Regions from separate parts of the Mus musculus genome. Here all the other regions are linked to region 1. The links are chromatin contacts, called in public HiChIP or PLAC-seq maps. All regions are on one chromosome and are shown on one strand. The core of a region is the stretch at or near the end of the contact, and the rest is flanking DNA. Distances in the headings are between cores, read along the strand shown. Region 1 holds the start of Pkdcc (protein kinase domain containing, cytoplasmic). Region 2 has its middle 8.9 kb from the start of C230072F16Rik. Region 3 holds the start of Tmem178 (transmembrane protein 178).

Evidence for each region. HiChIP or PLAC-seq counts read pairs in DNA pulled down with a chosen protein or histone mark.
Region 2: an H3K4me3 HiChIP or PLAC-seq map of embryonic forebrain shows a contact between it and region 1, with 5 times the contacts expected there. The contact joins the enhancer-like site here to the promoter of Pkdcc in region 1. A contact is called at or near these places in 5 of 39 promoter capture datasets (the 3T3-L1 cell line, the SN4741 cell line, cranial neural crest and 2 more) and 1 of 115 datasets of contacts at active chromatin or transcription factors (embryonic forebrain).
Region 3: a contact with region 1 is called in an H3K4me3 HiChIP or PLAC-seq map of embryonic stem cells, with 11 times the contacts expected there. The contact joins the promoter of Tmem178 here to the promoter of Pkdcc in region 1. A contact is called at or near these places in 6 of 39 promoter capture datasets (cranial neural crest, embryonic stem cells, hippocampal neurons and 3 more), 5 of 484 Hi-C or Micro-C datasets (all in embryonic stem cells) and 7 of 115 datasets of contacts at active chromatin or transcription factors (astrocytes, embryonic forebrain, embryonic stem cells and 1 more).

Annotation. Positions count from the first base shown.
Region 1 is chr17:83,212,319-83,217,215 of GRCm38.p6, reverse strand. Pkdcc (protein kinase domain containing, cytoplasmic) reads right to left here and starts at 1,933. Exons shown (of 7, transcript NM_134117.2): 1 at 1,112-1,933. The coding sequence starts at 1,750. Gm34686 (a long non-coding RNA gene) reads left to right here and starts at 2,082. Exons shown (of 3, transcript XR_001782234.2): 1 at 2,082-4,897.
Region 2 is chr17:80,885,427-80,890,323 of GRCm38.p6, reverse strand. No RefSeq gene overlaps it. Among named protein-coding and RNA genes, the nearest start is that of C230072F16Rik, 8.9 kb to the left of the region's middle. Within about 2 kb of position 2,728, at least 94 of the 459 cell types and tissues checked have an H3K27ac peak or open chromatin away from gene starts, as enhancers often do. A contact at or near this core is called in embryonic forebrain, where this site is marked.
Region 3 is chr17:80,942,509-80,947,405 of GRCm38.p6, reverse strand. Tmem178 (transmembrane protein 178) reads right to left here and starts at 2,774. Exons shown (of 4, transcript NM_026516.2): 1 at 2,318-2,774. The coding sequence starts at 2,717.

The DNA.
Region 1 (4,897 bases), core at 684-3,183:
GAGGGAAGAAAAGATGGACTGCTGTGCCTCTGGCCAGCTCTTTGGGTATAGAAAAGTGACTCTGAGGGTGGGTGGGTGGTATGGACAGCTGGGGGGGGGGTTGCACACACTTATGTTACCCAGCCAAGAGCAGTCAGGGGTCCCCTTTCAGTCACCTCACACATATGCATAGAGAGTAAGTAGTCTTATCCAAGGCAGAGAACTCAGAGAGGGGAAGTGGGTTTATGTTTGGATGGCGGTGGCATTGTGAAGGTCTGTTCTAAATGCAACCTTGGATGGACGAGATGTGGGGGTGCATCCTTCTTGCCTGTGCCCCCAATGAACAAGGACAGAGTTTCTCGCTAGGAAAGTATGCATCTAGCTTTTTGAACCGTCTAGCCTCTTGGCTAAGCACACTTGCAAGAGTGTGGTATTCATACTAGCAGACCTGGAGTCTTCTGGCCTACAATCCTGAGGCTTCCCCTGTGGTTCAGCTGGACCCACTTGAAGTCCCAGGGAAGCCTGTGGTCACTTCTGGGAAAGGCTGTGTATTTTCTGGCCTCTTTTATCCCTTTCAATGGCCTGTGAGCCCAGTGAGAAATGAGGGTCTCCCTGAAGATCAAGTCAGATCCATGGTCTCCTTTTGGGCCCCTCCCATACCCACTGAGGCTTAACATCACCTCCAAAGCCAGACGTGTCGCTGGACTTTGAAAAAAGTATGGTTCAGGCTCTACCAATATGGGGGATCCTATTTCTGCATCTGGGAGCTGACTGAAGCTGGATGTTGGAGTTGGACCTGAGGTCACTATGACTGGAGATAATACTCCACCAGCTTTAGCCAGCAGCAGGGTCCTCTGTGGTCACAACTCCTAATCACTGCCTTATCACCAGCTTGGGACCCTTCTGGTCCTTGCCTCTGTCTTTACGGGATGCGTTTAAGCTGGTACAGGGTTCTACCCAAAGGGTGAGAGACCCCGGCAGGGTGGTGCTGAGTGTGGTTCCCTAATCTGGGTTCTGCACCTAGCTGCAACTGGGCAGTCTTGGACGCCCTGAGACTTATTTACTCCGTAAGACCAAGGAGTCTTTCAGAGTGGCCAGCCAGCCCCCTCATCCCGGAACCCCACTGTCGTACCTGCAGCACGTTGGGGTGCCGCAGCCGCTCCAGCAGCACCATCTCTTTGAGCAGCTTGTGGGCCGCCAGGCGATAGCAGCCCCTTCGCGCCCCGAACTCGCGCACGCAGCTGCCCAGATCGTGGCCGCTGAAGTCCACTGCTTTAAGCGCCACCGCGGCGCCGCCGGGCAGGCGGACCCGGTACACAGCCTTAGTGTAGCCTGAGCCCACGTACTGCGCGCCAGACACGTTGCGGAGCGCGGCGCAGCCTAGGCGCGGGCCCGGGCCGGGGGAGCCCGGGCCGGGAGCAGGGGGCCAGCCCGGAGCGCCGTCGGGCGGGGACCGGACCCGCGGGGGCCGGGGACGCTGCAGGCCCGGCCCGCCCGGAGCCAGGTCCATCAGGCGCCGCCGCTCTGGCCGGCCCGCTCCCGGCCCCGGCCCCCCGCGGGAATAGCGCTGCACCTCCTCGTAGCGCTCCCGGATCTGCCGGGCCAGCTCCCCACGGCCCCCGCGACGGCCCGGGCCCGGGGCTGCCGAGGACCCCGGGGACTGGCCTGGCCGCGGAGGCTCCGAGCCCGGTGCGAAGAGCACGTTGAGGACGGAGCCCAGCAGGAAGGAGGCGCAGAAACCAGCGGCCACGGCCGCCCGCCGGCGCCGCATCGCTCCCCTCCCCCCGGCCGGCCGCGCGCCGCTCCCCGGCCCCGGCCCCGGCCCCGGCCCCGGGCGGCTCAGGCTCCGAGGCGACTCGGCTTCGCGCCGCGCCGGCCCCCTGCCCAGCCCGCGCGCATGGCCCGGGCAGCCCCGACCCCGGCCCCCGGCGGGCGGCACATCGGCCTGACACTTGCCTCCCTCCCGCCCTGCCCCCGCCGCTTATAAGGCCCGGAGCCACCCCCGCGCCCGCCCCTCCGCCAGCGCCTCCCCGCGCCCGGCCGAGCCAGTCCTCGGCGCCGCCCCCTCTGGCCGCCCGGGCCGGCCTTCCCCGCTGACTGACAGCGGGACCTCCTCCCGCGGCCAGCCGGGCCTGGGAAGCGGCGCGGAGGCGGCTCCGGCCCTGCCCGGCGCGCGGCCCCCCGAGCTCGGGTTGGGGAGCGGGGGAGGGGGAGGGGGCGGCCGCGCGCAGGGCTTCCAAGCCCGAGGCCAGGCTGGATAACGGGACCCGGAGGCCGAAAGCGGAGCTGGCCGACCTGGTGCGGGGAGTTGGAGGGGCGAGGCCGGCGGGTAACGGGCTCCAAGGGGCAAGCCGCCAAGGCCCGGGTGCGGGGATCTCAGGGGTACACGCTGCCTCCTGGGGGAGGTGGGGAGTCGGGGCTGCAGTGCAGTGCGCAGGGGTTCCTCCTTCTGCGGGTGAGGCTGCTCTGGGACAGCCCGGGTTCAGGGTGTGATGAAGGGCGGCGCACTGGGGAGGCTGCCCCGCACCTGCGAGAGCGCGAGGGGTGGGGACTGTGGTCTCAGAGTTAATCAGGAGGTTTCGGAAGAATTCTTTTTTTTTTTCAACTGTCTTCTACCAGGACTTTCTGATTTTCCTGGTTCCCGAATCCCCACATCTCGACAACACAGCTCCATCCCCATCCCCGAGAACCTCGATCTTTGACCCGCCAGTAGGGGGTCGGAACCGTATACAGCGAGTGCATTAGTGTCCACGCACATCTGTCTGTGGAATGTGTGCATCCGCATGTCCCGAGGGGCTACTGTGTCTCTAGGATGGGAGTGAGTGTGTGCCCTGTGTGTTAGTGCTGACTCCATCAGAACTTCTGGTCCCTCCTCCTCCCTCCCTGATTGCATCATTAGTGCTAATTGAGGGGCTTTCACACGCCAGTGCATTAGCTGTTTGGAGTGAGCTCCCCCCTCCTGCGAGATAAGCTGCCGCCCCTCCCCCTCGTGGCTCTCCACTTCCCTAGGGCACTGAAACTGTCCACCGAGGTCGTCTCACTTCCTCAGGCTCCCTCCTGCTTTGCTCTGGGCAGGAAAAAGTTATCTCTCTTCCTGCAGTGCCGTGGATTCGGCTGGAGCGACGGCATATGGGGTAAAATTTAGGGGCTGGAGAAAGAATCCAGAGCCGCCTTTCTGAGGGGCTTTCTAGGAAGGAGGGGTTTTCCCTCAAGAGGTCTCCTGTTCCTATCCAACGCAGGGAGGAACTCTGTGACAGGGAATAAAACTTGCGGCTAGCTCTTTTGGAAGTTCAGCCTGTGATCGCACTGAGGTAGGCCTTCTGGCTCTGACTGACTTCTTGGTCCCCTAAAACTCAGAAAGTGGGGACCATGCTGAGTTATTCGTCATGGGAAAGGCAGGTTGAAGGAGGCCATGATTCCCCCTGAGAGATTTGGGTGGGTTTGATGGAGTGTGCGCTATAGGTCTGTTCCTGTTTAAGCTGCCCCGCCCAGCTCTGGCCCATAGCTGCTGGGAGGTTGGGGAGGGGGCTGTCTGAGCAGATGCCCTCCCCAGCCCTCACACCAGATGTCTTTGGTCTAATTAACTGTGCTGGGAAAACCAACCTGGGTTTGTAAACATAGCTACTGGCTAAAGTCAACAGGGAACAGGAGCAAACAGTCCCCTTCACTGAGCCTCATCTAGACCCAGCACCCCAGGGAAGGGAGCTGGGGGGGGGGATCAGAAATGCCCTGGCCCACAGATGAGTCAAAGAAAGACTGTCTGCCTGGGTGACCCCAACGTGACTACTATTCCCTTGCTAGTTCTACAGTGTCTACTCAAGAAGTGTGAGGACCAGCTAGCTACCATGCCCAGGAGAGGTTTGACTTCTGGCGGTTTCACCTCTGATGGCTGCACAACCAAACACTGTGTATGTGTGTGGCATATTTCTTGAAAAGCTTTCTTCAGATCCTCTGCATGTTCATGTCTCGGAGAAGCGTCCGTGGGGAAGGATTTGGCATCGTGAGTGTACAGCTCAGAGTTGGTGAATAGAATGTGAACATTGTTAACTTCATTACACATCATGTAGGTATTATAATAACATGTTCTGAAATTAGATAATTATTCCTGTGATATCTCTGCCAAGCTTTGGTGTTTCTGTTATGGTTTGAAAGTTCAGTGCACAACAGGGCCAGAGAAATAGGCACCAGTGTTCGCCTGGTGCCTACCCAGAACCCCGAAAGCAGGGTCCTCATGTAGAGAAACAGCGACCCTTCAGTTGTATTGACTCACATTTACTGTTTCCCTCAGCCCCCAGGGAGACACATAGACATCAAGACATGCATGCTCAGCCACAGAAATAGGATTTTTGCTCCTAAAAGGAAGAGATCAAAGCTTTGAACCAATTAGAGTTTCTGAATTGACAGACTTTAACCAATTTTTGATTGTTTGCCTGTCTGTGTGTGTGTGTGTGTGTGTGTGTGTGTGTGTGTGTGCCACCCAGGAAGAGGAGTTGTTTCAAAGAATTGGAAAACAGAAACACTATGCAATCCTGCTGTTTCCTCATTTTTATTTGCCCAGCCACTCAAAAACAGGCTAGGCAGGGCCCATATCACAGCCTGGGCCTCACAGGCCTGTGTCCAGCTCAGGGCCCACACCACAGCCTGGGCCTCAAAGGCCTGTGTCCGGCTCAGGGCCCACACCACAGCCTGGGCCTCACAGGCCTGTGTCCAGCTCAGGGCCCACACCATAGCCTGGGCCTCACGGGTCAGTGTCCAGCTCAGCCCTGGTTCTGTTTTCTCAACAGCTTTCAGACAGCAGCATCTTCTTGATCCCACTCTTTACCAGACTCCTCACCACACACAAGAGCCTTCAGACCAGCATTAGCTCAACAAGGCTTCATGCTTTAGACTTGCTATGTTTTCTTTCTTTCCTCCTTTT
Region 2 (4,897 bases), core at 1,479-3,978, 2.3 Mb after region 1:
CTTTCTTCTACCTTTTAAAAATACCATCTAAACGTCAACAACAAGCATATGTTGCCATAACAGTAGAAGGAACAAATGACTTTGAAATCAGTGGAACAAATCCAGAGATTTGTTCAGGTTGCAACTAAAAAGTAAAGTGTAGTGATATTAAAGATGTTAGGGTATGAATGAAGATAAAAATGTATTTTATATGCTATAGAAATGGCAGGAGCCAGAGAAAAATAAGAAACATAAGGAGTAAAGAAATTTTGGATATTTCATTAAAGAATTGGTAAGGTGGCCCTCTGACCCACCACGTTCCAGAGACAGCAGGATGTTCTCATGCAGTACCAGCCACATCCCTAAGGCATGATGGTGTATTAGGTCCAAGTGGACAGATTTAGCCGTATTGAGGACCTGGTTACCAGGGTCGCCTTCAACTCCTGCAAAGTGGATATTGTTACCATCAGTGGCCCTCCACTGACCTCAACTGTATAGTCTACATGTTCCAGCAAGGTCAACAGTGCAGTCAAGAAGAGGAAACTTGTCATCAACAAGAAGGCCACCTCCGTCCTTCAGGAGCAAGATCCCACCAAGATAAAATAGTGACACCGGTGCAAAGTGTATGGTGGAAGTTACTGGTGTCTTCTCCACCATTGAGAATATCAGAGCCCTCTTAGAAGAGTCAAAGCAAAAGGGTCATCTCCTGCCCTTCTGTGATGCTTGTGGTGGCGGTGGACCACCAAAAGTGACAATTCATTCAAGACTGTCAGCAACACCTCCTGCACTACCAAATGCTTAGCCCCGGTGCTAAGGTCACCCACTACAACTTCATCATCATCAAGGGGTCTGCGACCACAGTCCAGACTATCACGATACCCGGGAGGCTACAAACAGCCTCTCTGGGAAATAGTTCTGTGATGGCCATGGGGCTGCCCAGAGCATCATCTCAGCACCTATCTTCCAGTGCTACCAAGACTGTGGTCAAGATCATGCCAGAGTTGAACAGGAAGTTCACTGGCATGGCCTTCTGTTTCTATCCCCAGTGTGTGCCTTACAGATAAGGCATTGCTCCTGGAGATAGCTGCCAAGAATGGTGGCGCCAAGAAAGTAGTGATGCAGGCACTGGTGGCAGCAGGGGTGGGGGTGGGGGTGGGGTAGCTCTGTTTCTTTCTAAAGCATATCTGAGGACCAGGCTATCTCTGGACTCCCACCACCTTCCTCCATGTACTTGATAATCAAGTGTTCCTGCTGAAATACAGGGATAGATCAATCCCTGCAAAATTAAAGAGTAGAAAACTTTCGTAAGAAAAGACCACAGCATATTTAAGCTCTAAATAGGCCATACCAAAAGCTTTGGGGAATTATTAGTTAATGTTTGAGGATGATGGGTAAAATCAATAAATGGACAAAAGGACAGGGAAATTGTGGAATTTTTTCTTGAAGAATCAAATATATAATAATAGCAAAGGTAGTTTAGGGGATCGAGACTGTGGAGCAGCTGAAATACAGTTGCCAACCCATGTACAAAAAATAAACTCCAAAGAATTGGACCGACAGAAACACACACATTATAGTGAAAGGAGAAGTAGAAACGGGGGGTAATATTAATATTAACACTAACATATTCTGTAAAACAGTTACTAATACAATTACATTTGAGCATTCATTCTACATAAATGTCTTTGCAAATGAGATGACAGATTTGCTTGCATGATAAACAAATGTGAAATTATATTATTTTTTAAATAACTAGGGCATCTATTGACGACTATATCCATAGGCATCTCAAGTTCCTAGGAAACTACTATCTATAAAGAAATACGCAGTACCTACTGGATTCCCACACCTAGGTAGGAGGGAGCAATAAACACAAAATCAACATTTCCCTCCGTGTTCTTCTGTGAATTAAAAGGGACTGGTGGTACTGGAGAGTTGGCTCACAGTTAGGGCCTCATACTGCTCTTGCAGAAGCCAGAGTTCATTTCCTAGCACCTAGATCAGATGGCTGGGGACCAACTGTAATTCCAGGGAATCCTGCATCCTCTCCCTGGGCAATTGAATTTATATGTGCGTATAACACACACACACACACACACACACACACATGAATACATTGTTTAAAAATAAAAACAACTTTTGTAAAAAAAAAAAAAAATTCGCAGGGATTGGTTTGATAGTCCCAGGCGAGTGTCAGGAAAACCGTTTGTAAGCCTCAGACTAGCTGACTTGCTTGAAGATTCTCTGGTGGAACTCTAGCCTATTTAAACACAGCTTTAGCCAAAATAAATGGCCCTTCAGCTCCGGAGCTTATAATTGTAGCACATCTGTGCCGCCCTGACACACACCACTCCCCTCCTATCCGTTGTGTAAAGAGTCTGAGAGGTAAAAGGAGAAGCTAGTCACCATGTGCTGAGATCCGTTCTGCGGGACAAAGAGAAGTCTGAAGTGCATTGTGACCTGCTAATAATCTTTCACAGCTAACCGAGAGATCACTGATTAAAAATAGCATTGAACGTGTATTGGGCATCTATTTCGGGCCTCATTTTATTTGGAATGCAAATCCTGTTGGAAGCCAGAGCAGCAGAAGCAGCAGCTGGAAATCGACTCAGAACGTTCCAGCCAATTCACGTCGAGCCCAGTTGGCAGAATTAATGCCATTCTGCCGTCTCAGCGAAGGAGAGGTGGTTAATTATGCCCCACTGCCCAGCGGTTTCTATTATGGACACATCTGGACTGAAAGGCTCATTTGAAATCTCCAATCTCTCAGCTTCCTGGAGCCTAAACCAAGTTGAGGAGTTGATTTGTGATGAGGAGAGGGGAGGGGACGTGGGCAAACAGCTTTGCCCGTAGGGCCCGGAGAGACTATAATGAAAGCCTGCTGGAGTTTCAAAGGCCCTTTTACGGCCCCAGTGCTGACTTCCATCAGCGTTGTCGACCAGTTCCTAACACACCGTGTCTGGACAGGTTGTGCTGTAAATAATAAATAAAACACTCACGTTCATGCCTGCACCTCAGGGTAAGGGAGTTTAGTTTCCACGGTGCCCTCTGCTACTGCAGGCTGTGATGTTTTCATCTCTCCTAAAGGAAGGTAGACTGGGACCTTGTCTGCTTTGAACAAAAAGCCTTTCAAGAAGTGTCTATGCCCTGGATCAAGACTCGAAGCCGTATGTTATAAGAAAAAACACCCTGCAAGTGACAGCTGCCTCCTGGCTTGGCAGCAGGAAACACTCCATGAGGAAATCTCTGTTGGAGGTGCCATCTTTGAGAGGAAAATTAAAAATGATCATCACTCAAACCCAGGGTGGCCATGGAAATCCTCCAGGGTTTTAATTTTAGCGACTGGACCATTTTCTTCTTTCCATTTATATTTTCTGTTGTACATATGGAGGAAGTTAGGTTTTGATAATGTAAAAATATATAATGATCGATCAGAATAATGAGCGTTTCCCACTCCTTAAAGATTTATCAGTCCTTTGTATTGGGAAGCTTAAAAAAAAAACCAAAACAAAACCATATTGTGAACTATGTATTTGGCTACCCATTGTCCACTCTCTCTAGTCAACTCTCTCCGTTTATGAAATCAGCTCTTAGGCCTCACACCTGAGTAAGCATGTTATGCTTTTCTTTCTGTGCCTGGCTTGTGCAAGCAAGGTCACTTTCTCTTCCACTTGGACCTCAGTAGCCCAAGTCTCCAATCCCCCTTCACTCCTGCGTGTTCCTGAAAGACATCTAGAGATCCTCCAGTGGGGGCCTAAGGCTGGGACCTGGGCCAGGCTGTGTCACAGGTCTCCTCCCTGGTGATATGTGGAGGCCTGAGAAGCCAGTCCCTCCCTCCAACTGCCTGGTGACTAATATTCATGTCTAGTCCATTCCTTTATGCCAAACCCAGCAGGCAAGGCTTCATTCTTAATAAAGTATAAATGCCTTGAGAGGCAGTAATCATGTCTGAGCAGTCCCCTGAACCTGACAGAACCTGTGTTTCCAGACTTAACTCTCACATCCACTCACTACCTCCTCTGATAGAAGGAGAAAAGTTGCCGTAAAGAGAGTGAGAAGCGCCTGCCCCACAGGAAGTCAGTACAATTAAAGTTACTAAAAATAAACTCTGCTAGAGACTATGTCAATAATTTTGCTTGGAATAAGTCTTGCTTAGTCTATAGTAATTTGCATAAACTATTTGGTTGGTGGGTAAACTTTATAGAAATCAACTTTAGTAAGATGGGGGAAGTCAATCAGCTTATTTGACAATTCGGGAGAATCAAATTGTGTGTTTGTATGTGTATGAGAGAGGAGGGGAAAGAGGGAGGGAGGGAGGCAGGCAGGCAGGCAGGCAGGCAGGCAGGCAGGAAACATACCTGCCTCCGCCTCCGCCTCCGCCTCCGCCTCCGCCTCCGCCCACCAAGGGCTGGGATTAAAGCTGTGCACCACCGTACTCAGTAATAAGCTTAGTTTTTAAAGAGCTTATACACTGCTAGAAGAGATGGTACATTGCCCTCACCCCCCACCTCCGGAAGCACTTAACCAGTCTGAATGCACCACTGACACTAGTTCAGTACAGAAGCCTTAGGTAGGTGTTAGAACTACAGTACACTGGAGGCTTATCCTAACTCTAAGGTTCTGATCATTTGTTAATTACCTCATGAACATTCACAACTCTGGCCTCGGGAGCTGAACTCTGTAGTAGCACAATGCCCAAAACAGAAATATGAGTACCCTCAACTACCAGATCAGAGAGACTGGCCACAGCTCCTTTAACCTCTTTATAGCATCAGGAAACTAAGGAGGAAACGGAAGAGTTACCTAGCCTGGGCACAGACAACCTTCAGAGCATGATCCACCCACCCTGGATCCCAGTCTCAGAAGCAGCCTCTCTCTCTGAGCAGCACGAAGTCCCCTGGTAGCAGGTCGTAGCTTC
Region 3 (4,897 bases), core at 1,525-4,024, 2.3 Mb after region 1:
ATGTCCATGCATTTCCCAGAGGTGAAACAGACCCAAAGAGTTACTCGTCCAGCCTAACGTGGGTCAGTAGCAAACTGCTGTTGTTAGTACCAGAGGCGCTTCTCATCTTCTCCCCAACAACCAACAACAAATCAGAATCCCGGAATGACAGGCGTCATCCTTTGGTCTAAGCTCCTCATTTTCTAACAGTATCAGCTCACTAGCTTCCCAGGAAGCTAAAATCATGTTGTTGTTCTTAAAACAACGATACATCTCAGATCTAGCAAGTTCCCCAAAGAATAGTCAACCCTCACAGACAAGAGACAACAAAACCAAGTAAGTATGAACGATTGTAGCCACCCCTACCTTCTGTCAGGCCAGAAACCCCCAGTGTTCTCCACAAAGGATGAGCTAGCAACTATCAATAGTATATATGTGAGGTAATTTTTTTTTCATCTAAAAGATGTATTCATGACCAGAACAATGTAATTCATCTAAATAGCATATGAGTTCTGTATTGGGTGGCCATCTGTCAGAAACTGTAGCAGGGTTAGAACAGTGGATTGAAAGGTTGGATTCATTGACCTCTGATAACATTCTTCATCTCCTACGATCATTTGATTCTGGACACCTCAGCTAGCCAGCACATTTCCATAAGTATCCTGGAGTATCCCTGTGGGAGTTCTCCTGCTGTGGGCTTAGACTCTGCTCTACTGTTTCAGACACTACACTCTATCCAAATTGCATGCAGTGAAATACTCTAAGCACAGGGGAATGTGTGTGTGTGTGTGTGTGTGTGTGTGTGTGTGTGTGTGTGTGTGTGAAAAATGCAATTCTGCTATTTCCAAAGACAGACTACACTGCTTACTTTCAAAATTGTCCTGCCTAAATGAGCATTCCATAACTGAGCCTCCACAGTCAGCTTTTACAGTTTGTTCCTGTATTACGCTACTATCAGGATTAATTATGCAGTGTCTTCATGAGGAGAAATCAGATTTGGATGCAAGTTGGAACAGAAAAGAAAAAGGTTTACTTCCCAAAGGAAGATTACTGTATCCGATTGCCCCACCCCACCCCACCCCCAAATTGCTGGAGTCCTTCCATATACAGACAGATTTGGATGGCAGTCCCCAGCTGGGCTAGCCATGGGAAGGAGGAAATTGACATGTTTGAGAAATGAAGACTATGCCAAAGAACAAGATGGGGAAGGCCAGTATTAACCCCCTCCTTTCTCGGTAGTTCCATGGCAGGCTGTAATTCAATTTACATCTGTTCACTTGCTTCTAAATATTTTCAAATGGACTGACCTCGTACTTCCTTTTGGGAACAGTGAGTCCAAGGAAAAGAAGTTTATTTATTTGTTTTTCTCTCAGGGGACAAAAAATTCTACTAAGGTTTGATCTTTAGAAGTTAAAGGAATCACCACAAGAGAGGATTACAAAGAAAATATTCAAACTACCTGATTCCATACATAAGATAGGTGTTGCATAGATTCCAGAAGAGCAAAATGATGCTGTACCAACGCAAAGCCCAATAACAAAACAATAAAGACAACCTACAAAGTGTCACAACCATAAGAGCGTGGCAGGTAGAATCTCTGAGCGCAAGTCTACTTTCAAGGACTTGGCCCTTGGCTCTCCTCAGCTGCTTCCTAGACCCTGAGGAGGGTGGTCATCTGGAAGGTTGAATAATGAGTAAAGCCGGTGTCTTAGATCCCTTTAGCTGCCTTTACTAGTGAATTAGGGAATACGAAGTCCAATTCAAACAGATCCTGAACTTGGAGTGTTTGGAGGACAGACCTTCGCTCCCCATTCCAGGCTGGAATGCCACCTCGATTTAATGGTATACCAGCGAGCTCAATCCATGAGAAAGCCCTCTTTCCTTGTTCTGAGGTTTACACCTTGTCTCTTCCAAAGGGCACGTCTCAAAGGAAAATGCAAGTTGAGGAAAGGAACCCAGTTGAGAAAGATCAGTCTTTGTGGCTGTCACCCTCCCTGGGAACACTGTCAAGAAAATCCATATCTACACCCCGAGTCAGCCAGGCACAGACAGAGAAGGACCAGAGGAGAGAGTCTTAGGGAAGATAAAGAGACAGTGTGAGGGGTAAAACGGAGTCCAGGAAAATGGTAAAAGAAGGGTAGGATGAAGGAGCAAGGAAAGGGAGAAAGAAGAGTAGCTGGGGAAGGAAAGCAGGGAAGCAATCTGGAAGGGTGAAAAATGCGCGGGGCAACGGAGCGCAGCGACTGGAGAGGCGACCGCGGGGACCCGCGCGCCCCTGGGATGCCCGGGCTGAGCTCCGCGCGCGGACGTAGAGACGCGGGGCGCGCCCGCCGCTCACCTTTCAGGATGAGGGTGTCGATGTCCCGGTCGATGCCCAGAAAGTAGCACTTCCTCCAGAGGCCCGAGTAGGTGGCGAACAGTGGCCGGCCACACTCAGCGTCCAACCCGCCAAGCCCCAGAAGCGAGCGCCAGGACTCAGGGTCTGAGCGCCCGGGGCCGCCGGGGAGCAGCCGGCGCCCCAGGGGAGGCGAGTCCCGCAGCGGCAGGTGCGACAGCGGCATCAGGCGGTTCTTCTGATCCGGGGGGTCGGCGCCCGCGCGGCTGCGCTCGCAGCTCTCCTTGTGGCGCCGGGGGTCGGTCTCGTACCAGTGGTCGGTGAAGATGGCCGTGACGAGCAGCCCCAGGGAGCAAAGGCTGAGGCCGAGGCTTAGCGCCGTGACGAGCGCCCGTGGCTCCATGGCTTCCCGGCCAGCAGCCGCCGCCGGTGGGCTCGCCGCCGCCGCCAGACACAATGCACTTGGCCTCGGCGCTCCGCCGAGCGCCCTCCCTCCCTGCCACCTGCCCCGCACTCTCCCTCCCACGGCCGCCCGCCCGCCTCTCTCCCCCGCGGGAGCCTCCTCCCGCCCGGCCCCGCGCCCTCCCGCGCTCTCACTTTCCCGCGGCCCTCCCCCTAAGCCGGCTCCCCGCACTCCACAACCCACCCACCCGCTACCCCGGCCGATCACGCCCCTCGTCCCTCTCCCTGCTTCCAGCTCCCGCGGTCAGCCCCCTCTCTCCAGCCCCCTCTCCCTGCCTTCACCTCTGCTCTCCATCCTCCCTTTGCTCTCTATCCTCCTTTCTCCTCTTAACCCCGTCCCTACTTTCCCTTTACTTTTCTTCAACTCTTCCAGACGCTCTTTCCCCACTCGGGAGGGCCTTTGTGTCCCTGGCTCCTTCTGCCTTTATATACCTGCCTTGGATTCCAACCCTCTCTGCACCTACCCCTGCACACACCACCTCCGATCCTCTGTCCCTCCCACGACCTTACAAGACATCCACCAACATCAGGCTGGATCTTTGTCTCTTGTCCAAGTTGATTTTGATCACTGTCTCTGTTTTGCTCCCAGGAGCAAATCCCATCCTTGAACGCGTGTGGTTTTGACTCTTTAGACTCTTGATCTAGAGCAGCCAGCCTCTTTTCTAGACTTCCGAAGGATCCAATCTCAGAGACCTTGGCAGCTAGCTCAATAGCCCTGCTTCCCTCTCTCGGGCTCCTGGCAGCCTGGAACCCTTCTCTCTGCTCCAGCCCTGCTTCTGCAAGAAGATGCCCAGTGTCCCTGGAGCCACAGAACCACAGTCAGAGATAATAGCCGCCCACTTCATTCCTGCCTGTTCTGAGATGGACTTCTTTTTCTTGGGCTATCTCTACGCCTGAGTGACTGACCGTCTCCTGGATCAATACGGCCTTGCAGTGGCACCTGCTCTGCCAAGTGATTATTGCCTTTGAATAAAGCAAGCCCACCAGTGATAAATCAAAGTAATGATTTTCTCCTGTACTAGTTTTTTTTTTTCCTGGTGGTCATCGAGGGTCAACAACAAACCAGTGCTCTACACCGGTCAACATCTGAGGCTTTCTGCTTTTCCAGGGCTTTTCTGGAGTCACAGATGTTCACTCTAAAAATGGCAGGCAGGATCTTTCTAAAAGAGGAATCCTTGGGACCAAAGTACAGAGTGAATGATGCGCATGTATATTCTGCATGGCAAGGTGCCATACCCTGGTCCCACCTACACCCTTGGGGCCATGTCAGAGGCAGAAAACCATGCTGTACCAGTCCAGGACGGCTATCCTTATGCTCTGACACTATGAAATATTAATGACTGAAGAGATTATGAGGCATTCATTAGATGCTAAATGTCATTACTCCGTGCTTTAATGGGACTTATTAATTAGTGCCCCACGTCCGTTGGTATAGAGGTGGTTGATCTGCCTCCTATGGAATGGCATCTGTAACGGTGACACGAGATGCTGCTGCGATCCATGTTCATTGCTGCTTGGGCTCCACGTCTTCAGGGATTTTTTTTTTCCTGTGGAAGAGCATGTACCTCTTCTTAGCTGTTCACTTCACAGAAAGATCCCTTAAGCAAATCTTGGTCCTATCAGACCCCCATGCCCGTGTCTGCTGACCTGACAATGTGAATTATTGCTTGGATTTTTCCTCACAGCTTCAGCAAGAACTGTGATGAGCTCTGGGTCTAATTAAGGAAGACAAAGAATTACAATTTTAGTGTTCTTCTCACAATCAGCTTTTCCTTCTCAGGAAGCACTAAACCCGGCAGAGGAAGCGTTTTCAGGATTTACACAGAAATGATGGGACTTAGAAGGTTTCATTTATTTATATTCTATAATATGTGTAAGATTATAGATCTTTCCAGATATACAGAGCCCCTTTAACTGTGAGTCGAACTGGCATCTGAAATTAACTTAGAGTGCCCTGTGTCATATACATATACATATATACATATACACATATATACATATACATATACCATATGGCATTTCTCAAGATAGTTATTACAAGCCCCGAGACTGCTTCATGTTTAGTTGTCTTCGCCCCTTTATCATGTCCTCACCCAATGTACTACAAGGCACAAATACTCA